Linked DNA regions of Mus musculus: all the other regions are linked to region 3. The links are chromatin contacts, called in public Hi-C maps. All regions are on one chromosome and are shown on one strand. The core of a region is the stretch at or near the end of the contact, and the rest is flanking DNA. Distances in the headings are between cores, read along the strand shown.

What was found. A called contact is a pair of places that touch in the nucleus more often than the background predicts.
Region 1: a contact with region 3 is called in a Hi-C map of cortical neurons, with 5 times the contacts expected there. The contact joins the promoter of Sorcs3 here to the promoter of Cfap58 in region 3. A contact is called at or near these places in 1 of 39 promoter capture datasets (hippocampal neurons), 3 of 484 Hi-C or Micro-C datasets (cortical neurons and embryonic stem cells) and 1 of 115 datasets of contacts at active chromatin or transcription factors (embryonic stem cells).
Region 2: a Hi-C map of cortical neurons shows a contact between it and region 3, with 2.2 times the contacts expected there. The contact joins the enhancer-like site here to the promoter of Cfap58 in region 3. A contact is called at or near these places in 3 of 39 promoter capture datasets (cranial neural crest, embryonic stem cells and hippocampal neurons) and 2 of 484 Hi-C or Micro-C datasets (both in cortical neurons).

What each region holds. Positions count from the first base shown.
Region 1 is chr19:48,204,724-48,207,423 of GRCm38.p6, reverse strand. Sorcs3 (sortilin-related VPS10 domain containing receptor 3) reads right to left here and starts at 1,399. Exons shown (of 27, transcript NM_025696.3): 1 at 627-1,399. The coding sequence starts at 1,244.
Region 2 is chr19:48,366,867-48,369,566 of GRCm38.p6, reverse strand. All of the region lies in intron 1 of Sorcs3 (sortilin-related VPS10 domain containing receptor 3), which reads right to left. Among named protein-coding and RNA genes, the nearest start is that of Sorcs3, 160 kb to the right of the region's middle. Within about 2 kb of position 1,261, at least 14 of the 459 cell types and tissues checked have an H3K27ac peak or open chromatin away from gene starts, as enhancers often do. A contact at or near this core is called in cortical neurons and hippocampal neurons, where this site is marked.
Region 3 is chr19:47,936,460-47,939,159 of GRCm38.p6, reverse strand. It overlaps Cfap58 (cilia and flagella associated protein 58), which reads right to left and starts at 1,448. Exons shown (of 18, transcript NM_001163267.1): 1 at 1,324-1,448. The coding sequence starts at 1,332.

The DNA.
Region 1 (2,700 bases), core at 150-2,649, 270 kb before region 3:
TTCCCTGCCTGCCCCCACTAGGAAAGCCTTCCAGCTTGGATGATGCAGCCCGGCTCCCAGCCTGGCTAGAACGTCATGTGCTGAGCAGCGACCCCAAAATGAACAAGTGTTCTGCTGTCCCTGTGGCCTCAGTCTCCCTAGCTCCCTGGTTCCCTTCACATGACCCCAGGGCTAAAAGGGAGCTCCTCCAGTCTCGGGAATTTGTCTAGAGATTTCTCCACATCAGCCCATGTTTACACTCACGAATTCAAGCATCCATCCTTTCCCCAGAAAAGAAAAAGTCACTCTCCGACCTGGATGCGGGAGAGAGTGACCAGATTCCTCACCCAGACAGCTTTTAAGACACACTTTCCTCTTAGCCCTCCAGACAGCCTCAGTACTGGGGTCTTCAGTAAACAGATGCACACGCCATCTTATAACAAAACTCGGCTAACCTGTTGGGGGCGTGAAGTGGGCAGGACAAACCCCTCTCTAAAAGTCCGGGGATTCTGATTCTCCTTCTGGACCCTGAGAAACTATCTGTCCCTCGCCCCTCTCCTCACCCCCCCCCCCACCACCCCCCGCCTCCCATTACCGTTACCCTCGGCTGTCAGGAGACTAGCGATCTGTGCCAGATGGGTACTCACACTGCTGTTGTGTCCCGACCAGTGCACCATGGCTTGGTTATGAGCCGAGTCCCCGGTCAGTGCAAAAGACGTGCTGGGCAGCCGGAGCTCCTCAGTGGACGCTCCTCCAGTCCGCGTCGCCCTCACCTCCTCTCGCGAACCCTTGGTGTGAGGACGGCTTCCTTTGGCACCATCTGCGAGAGCAGTAGCCCAAGAGTCCCCGCGCTCCAGGGGGCTTGGGGGCTGCGCCCGGCGAGTCCTCCTCGCACTGCCCGCCTGGCTAGGAGATGGAATGCCCGGGACCCACCTAGCGCCTTCAGGCGACATTCCCGCAGCTTCAGTCCGTATCTCCCCGCGGCTCGCCTGGGATAGTGGCTCTAGCCTGGACCGGCGTCTCGGTGCAGCGGCTCTCCGTGCAGATGCCAGCTCCTCAGGCCACCGGTTCTCCGCTGCCCGTGGCAAGAGAGGAGGCAACACTGGTGGTCGTGAAGCCGGGGACACCAGGCGCCCCGGACCTCCTGTCGCGCCCCAAGTGATCTCGGCGCCGGCCAGGACCCATGTTGACAAGAGCAGCAGCCCAGTCCGGGCGAGGGGTGCCCCGGGCCAGCCTGCGGGGCGCTCAGTGCCTGCCGCCTCCATCCCGCTGCGGCTACCACGGCTCGGGCTGCCGAGTGTGTGGCGCCCGCCGAGGTGCGGGTCCGATGGAGGGGGGGTGGGGGGTGCTGGAGGGATGCGCGCGCCGGCAAGCAAGCTAGCGAGTGTGTCAGGGGAATGAGGAGGGGGCGGCCGGGAAGGAGGTGGTTCGCCTGTCCCTTACACTCTTCCCCTCTGGATCGCTTGCTCCCAGGTCCAGAGGGTGATTCCAAAACCCAAAGGCAGTTTATTAAATGCTCTCTCGATGCTCTGGCCGGTTTGATGCTGTTGTTAAAATGCCCCCCCTCCCAATCTTTTCCACCGACCTCTTTTAAAAAATTTGTGAAAAGGAGTGTTCAGAGGGAATAGGGAAATCCTCTTAAAATGGGCAACGCTAGCTGGATCTTGGAGGAGGGGGGGGGGGGGCTCACAGCAGACCCTTATCCGGAGTCTTTCGGAAATCCAACCACCAGCCAGCCAGCTTCGGGCGCGGAGTTGGGAAGCCGCTCCTGGCTGCGTTTGGGGATTCACTCTTCGGTCTGTTCTTGGGAGCGGGAGACGGCGTGCGGGAAGTATAGGGTCTCCGGGAGGAGAAGGAGGAGTAAATTATCTCCACTGCCAACTGTTCTCGATCTGGAGACCAGGGCCAGGCGGGAGCTACCGCTCTGAAGCCAAGCGCGGGATGGACCCACGACTCTGCTCTGGGCTCCCCGCCCCCGGAGGCCTGCGCCCCCTCCCGGTGCGGGGGCGCGGGGAGTGCGTGCGTGCGCGTGCGTGCGCGCAGGCGAGAGAGGGAGAGAGGGAGACCAGGGTGTTCCAGGGCTGGAGGGAGGGCGCCTGGGGGGTCGGTACCTGGTTGAGCTGGGGGGGGGGGGTGTTGCTGGGTGTGCGGGGGCGCGCGGCTCCCTGCGTGCGCGTTTACACTGGCTTGTGTGAGTGAGAGCGGCGGGGCGGGGCGGGGCGGAGTGCGAGGTGCGCTCCGGCCGTGGGTGCTCGAGAATCACGCATAGGCTGTTTGCACATCCAGAAGCCTGTGAGTGGTCAGAGGCAATGTGGAGAACAAGGGTAGCACCCCTCTTCATGAGGCACGGTCCTCCAGCACCTGTGGGCGTCATCAGATTAAGCCGCCTGGAGGTCTGGAAAGCGAGCCTGAAAGCCGCCGGGCAAAGCAAAGGCTGATATTCTGGGGACCCTACACTAGATGTGGGAGGACAGTAGTAGATCCAGGTCCTGTTTTCCTGCCAGGGACTGCTAGGTCTTGCCCTTCTGACCCCCAGACGCGCTTTTGAGCAGGGCCACTTGTTTCAAAGTGTCTGCCACTATTTGGAAGGTCCCCTGCCCAAAGCAGCAAGCATTTATCAGGTCCCCTGTCCCCCGTGGCAGGAGGGTATGCGCGCCTGATGCGACTGGGACTCTTCCAGACCTCAGGAAGACAGAGACTTTGGTGAGGTGGAGAGAGGGG
Region 2 (2,700 bases), core at 12-2,511, 430 kb before region 3:
CTCTGTGTTACCAGGAAATGAACAAAATTTAAATATGCCAAATGCTGACTGGGTCCCCCTCCTACCACACCTGTCCCAATAAATACTTGCACTTCCTATGTTTTACTAGGCTGCCCTGTGCTGTAACAAGTGACCGCATACATTATCTCTTTTCCTGGATTTTAAGTTCCTTGGAATTATGAGTTTGTCTGAGCCTATTTTAAGTTTTATTTCCTTAATTTACATACAGCAAAGTCCATTCTTCCTAACGTATGGCTCCGTGAGTTTTGACAAATGCATAAGGTTGTGTAACCACTTGCCTGAGACATTTTTATTCCTCCCAAGGTACTACCATTCTATAAATATTTACTGAATAAATAAATGAGTAGCGGAATGAACCAATACTTGCTGGGAAATGTTTCCACCACGCCAGGCACGGGAAAATTTCGGAGTCCAAAACAATACAAAAGACAAGGTTATAAGTGTCGCGTCTCCTCTCTGCAAAAGCAATTTCTCAATATCAGAAATCTCTAGGAAATGTTTTCAGCCTCTGGCGTGAAGCTTTCAGTGCTGTGGTGAATCCAGAGGAAATAATCAGATAATCATGACGATGTCGTGAAGCCCAGGAAGGTCACAGGGCATTGCCCGCAGCAGCAAACTCTCAGGAATGACACAAACGGCCACAATAGAAGAGTGAGTGACACCAAGATGCTCCAATATCAGGACATTAAAATTAGGCTTTTGTATATATACATGATATTGAGTATAATGCATAATTGTGTAATATGAAGTTAACTGTAAAGACAACTTATAAAACAATATGCTAACAAGGGTTTAGAATACATATTTTATATATATATATTGAATAATGAAACGCATATTTAAAATGTGTGTGTGTGTGTGTGTGTGTATGTGGTGTTTGTGTAAGTATTAACCTAAGTTTACAAATCAGACTACATGCAAGTTGGTACCCTGGTCAGTGGATGCTAGGTCATTTCTTTTCCTTCACTGTTTCCAGATTTTCAATTTCCTTCACTAGGTATTCCCACTTCTATAATGACAAAAAAAAAAGTTATAAAAATAGAGTTGAAAGCCCTTTATTTCTGCTAAAAAAAAAAAAAAAAAAAAAAAAAAAAAAAAAAAAAACTCCTAACCTTTATTTCATCTCTAGATGATTCAGTGGTGGCTAAATTTTCATGCTGGGGATGTGGCATATGGCTCCGCTTAAAGGAGAACGTGCTTGCTGTCGGAAGCATGTTCAGAAATACTCCATCCCACTGGAGGGTGACACATGCCAGGCAGAGCTCCAGGAAGCAGCCCCTGCCCCGGGGGCTGAGGCTTCCTCCTGTTACATCAGGAGAACGAACGTCAACGTCAAATAAAGGATGATGGGCAGGGTCTCTGGCTCAGAGTGATCAGTCTTCACTGCTAAAAGGCTACACGATTTCCCCTAACCTCAAACAGGGGGAGGGATGTGTCATTCATGTCTGCGTCCCTAGCAACTCATCTCTCTGTGAACGGCATGAGCAGCCTTCTCGTCGTTGCATAAGAGAAAAATCTAGAAACTCTCCCCGAGCTTTCTTTGTTTTACCCCTAGAGCTCCGGTTTGCCAACTACCTTACTGATTTCTCTGACTTCATCACCAAGTTGGCTTTAATGTTCATTGGCTTCTATCTTCACTGTTCCTTTTGGCTCCTATAAAGCGCTATTGTCTCTTCCATGTTATATGTGCACTAGGTATGCATCTAATGTATACACCACTAGCACACCTTTTTACACCCCCCCCTTCTCCATTTTACTGTTTGCGAGATAATTTGAAAGCATATCTCCACATTCCGATCCCCTACAGCAGTTCACAGTACATAGAGTACATGGTAAGTAAATATTTGGTGGGTGAATAAATAAATAGAGGGCGGGGCCATCATTAGGTCCTCTGCACGCTCACAGAAGCAGGGATACATCCTAGATAAGGAAGAAAGAGCTTCCTCAGTTTCCAAAGCTCTCTTGGTGCAAAATCTACTAGTACTCACTGGGGAAAAAAAATGCCATCACTTCCCCTCCCAGACTCCATCCCAGTCCAAAGCCAGGTGCCTGTCTTCCTGCCAGGAGCGTCCACAGCTAGCTGCAAATATTCCACTCAGTTTTCCCAGCCCATAACCTTAGCTATAGTGTTTACTACTGTGAACACCATCAGATACATTTAAATATGCTGTAAAGGTCAGACAATTGAAGCATTCCCCTTTTTTAGAATCCATTTCACATCGTGGCAGAGCTGAGGCTCCCGGCACCCTCTCAAGCTCGGCTCTGAAGGTAAATTATGAAGCTTTTTTTCTCTGCTGTAAGGACAACTTCATCATGTATCGTATTCTATGGGATAATGGCTGTAAACCCATCTGTTACAGGCGCGAGCAGCAAGTGCTGAAAGCCACAGTTGAATCTTAACTTCGGAGCCATCACCCTCAATTTCAAAAAAAAAAAAAAATCAGCTGTTAAAAGCAGCCTCACGTTTCAAAAAGTTAGGAGAAAATGATCAGGGGAAGGCATCTAGCCAGCAAATGCAGAAGCCCAGCGACCAAGCTGAGAATATCTGAAAGTGGAACGTGCGGCTTTAAAGCCCCTACTCCATTCTACTTCCGCCAGTCTTCCCTGGTGAGGAACATTTCCCCATTGCCCTGATGTACTGGTTGCTGATTCTTTTGAACGCAATGGTTCGTATGTTTC
Region 3 (2,700 bases), core at 199-2,698:
ATTGTGGCCAAGTGGGTATTTACAGGGAGATCAACATGAAGTGCTACGAGGAACTGTGACATTCCACCATTCATCTACCTAGAATGTCTGCCACATGCCGCCAAGTGCTCTGGGCTCTGCAGGTCATCAGCTTGTCCTGCAGACAACAAGTTTTCCAGGGAGGAAAACATGGAGAATGAAGAACAATGAACTGAGAAGAGGACAGTGAGAACCAGAGAAAACACAAAGCAAAGCAAAAGAATGAGGAATAAAAATGAGAGCAAGCAGAACCAAGAAGCGAAGATGGGAAGTGAAGAGTCATGAAAGAGACCAGGTAGTGGGGAGCGGTGATGTGACCACAGTCTCCCGGGACACTGAGTGATGGCAACTGGGAGCAGGGACAGTGTGGGGGGATAAGGAACGATGGGGGTGGAGCTTACAAAGGCAGAGTTGAGGTGGAGGAGATGGAATGGTGAGGAGATGCAAAGGCAGAGAGAGGACAAGAAGCAATTGGGCGGGGCACGGTTGTGCTAGGAGATGTTGGGACCGGGGCTGGTTTCATGGGTGTGGGCCCAGTCACTCACTCAAGACTTAGTACTCAGAAGACTTCTACCTTGGTTAAATTCTCTGCTGTCACAGCTTAAAAGTCTTAGTAATTTTAAAAAGCTTTTCATTTTACTCTGGAACTCACAGATTATACAGCTGATACTGGCTGGAAATGGTATATAATAGGTAAGGTGCGGGTGCACTCTGATAGATCGGTGAAGAATTTAAGTAAGACCAAGATAAATGAGAACTCTGCATGTCAAGTGATGGCAAGGATGTAGGGCTGTCGAGGTTATAGATGAGAGGGCTAATGGACAGACAGGTTACTGAAGGATGCAGAAGTCAGCCCTCATCAGTGCAGCTGAAGATGAAGTGTCCAGTAACACAGGCGAGAGACGGGGCTGCGGGATGTTAACACGGGGTCAATGAGAGCACAGGGCAATGACAATGAGCTGGAGGGCCGTGATGAAAGTGTGACAGCTGGTGATCATGTGTTAGGGGATCAGGGCGCGACAGGTGGAGAGGTTAATGAGGAAAGTAACAATGAGACATTTTCAATAACATCTCTGCTGCGGTATCAGTAATCGCCCGCAGTTCAGACTGCCAGTCACGGTCTGCGAATTCATGAAGAGAGGAGAGGTGGGACAGAGCCACGAGAGAAAAAGCGTGAGGATGCATATAGCAGGGGTGCTTGTGAAGGAGGATCAGAATTAGTGAGTGTAACAAAGGATGAGTTCCAGTAGGAAAGAGATGACAGGAAGAGAACCAAGGAGAAAAAGAGGGGCTCTGACTCCTGACCTCCGTCATCCTGACGCTGTTTGGAGGCGGCCTCAAAGGCTGCCGAGGAGATCAGAAAACTGGGCTGGAGTCTGGAGAAGGGGCTGTGCACTGCCCCCAGTGTCTAAAAGGGCGACACGTTTTTCTGATCGCCAGCCCGGGCGCCGAAATCCGGCGCTCGGTGCGTCTTCGGTCGCCTGGCAACCGCCACGCCCCCTGCCGCTGAGGCAAAGCACAGGTTCGAAAGGGGCGGAGCCCCGTAGGTCGGTACCCGGCAGTGGTCCGCAGAGAAATATGCAAATATATCCTGAAGGGGATGGAGCCAAGGAACCGTGCCCCTGAGAGGCATAGCAGAATCCCCAGACTCAAGAAACCAGTGCACTGTGAATGCATAGAGCTGGGATGGATAATCAGTCTTGTTCGTGAAATGTGGTTTTCTTTCTCTTTATCGCTAGCCCTATTTCCCAACCCTCAAATTCAGCCACAAAGATTGTTAATAAGTGCTTGTGTGCTCAGATATGTATTTTTAAAAAAAATCAATCCCATTTTCTCGTGTGTTTTTATTAGTTTGCTAATGAACGTTAGAAATATGTTCTTTTCTCACTGGGCAGCGTTCTTTTCTAGGGCCTAATTTTATTGCACTGGTGTCCGTTGCTTCAGACTTCTGCTTGGCATTTCAAATTGAAGACCCGACACATGTCATTTCCTTCCTCAAATGTTGAATAACAAGGCTGCCTCCAATTCACCAATCACCACCATAGCCATTGTTGACTGGTGTGCATTTTACGGACCTATATATAAATTCCCCTGTAGGAGATATTGATGAGCGAGGTTGTGCATAGGGGAATCCTAGGGGACATCATATTAGAACACGCATGTGTGTTCTGCAAAAGAAATCTCACCGAAGGGCCACTGGGGCTAAGACAACCTCTCCTCTCCTTTTCCATGTCCCTATTGTAAGATGTATTCTTCCACTTCACCCACTACACATAGGCAAAAGCTCTGTTCCGTAGCAACTCGTGAACCTAAGACGCAGTGACCACGTGACTATCCGAAGCGTGTACCTTTTCCTGCCTAAAAGTGGACTCTGCTTTCCAACAGCAAAGGTGCAATCCCTTAATGGCACTGCCCTATATATGTTGTACCACAGCGAATGTCCCAGGTTCTGCACCCATCCGGCGTTTACTGAGCATCAAGCAAGGGCTAGACAAACATTAGTTCATCTAATTAGGCAATTTTCAAATTCTGTCAATGGGCTGGAAGAAGCAGAGGCACATTTTGCTTTTACTTTCGCTTCCTCCACTGAAGAAATTGAGCATTTTTCTTCCTATGAACACGAGCTGCTCTGGGCCTCCCTTCTGTGAGCTTCCCTGTTCATAACCTTTGCCAACATTTTTA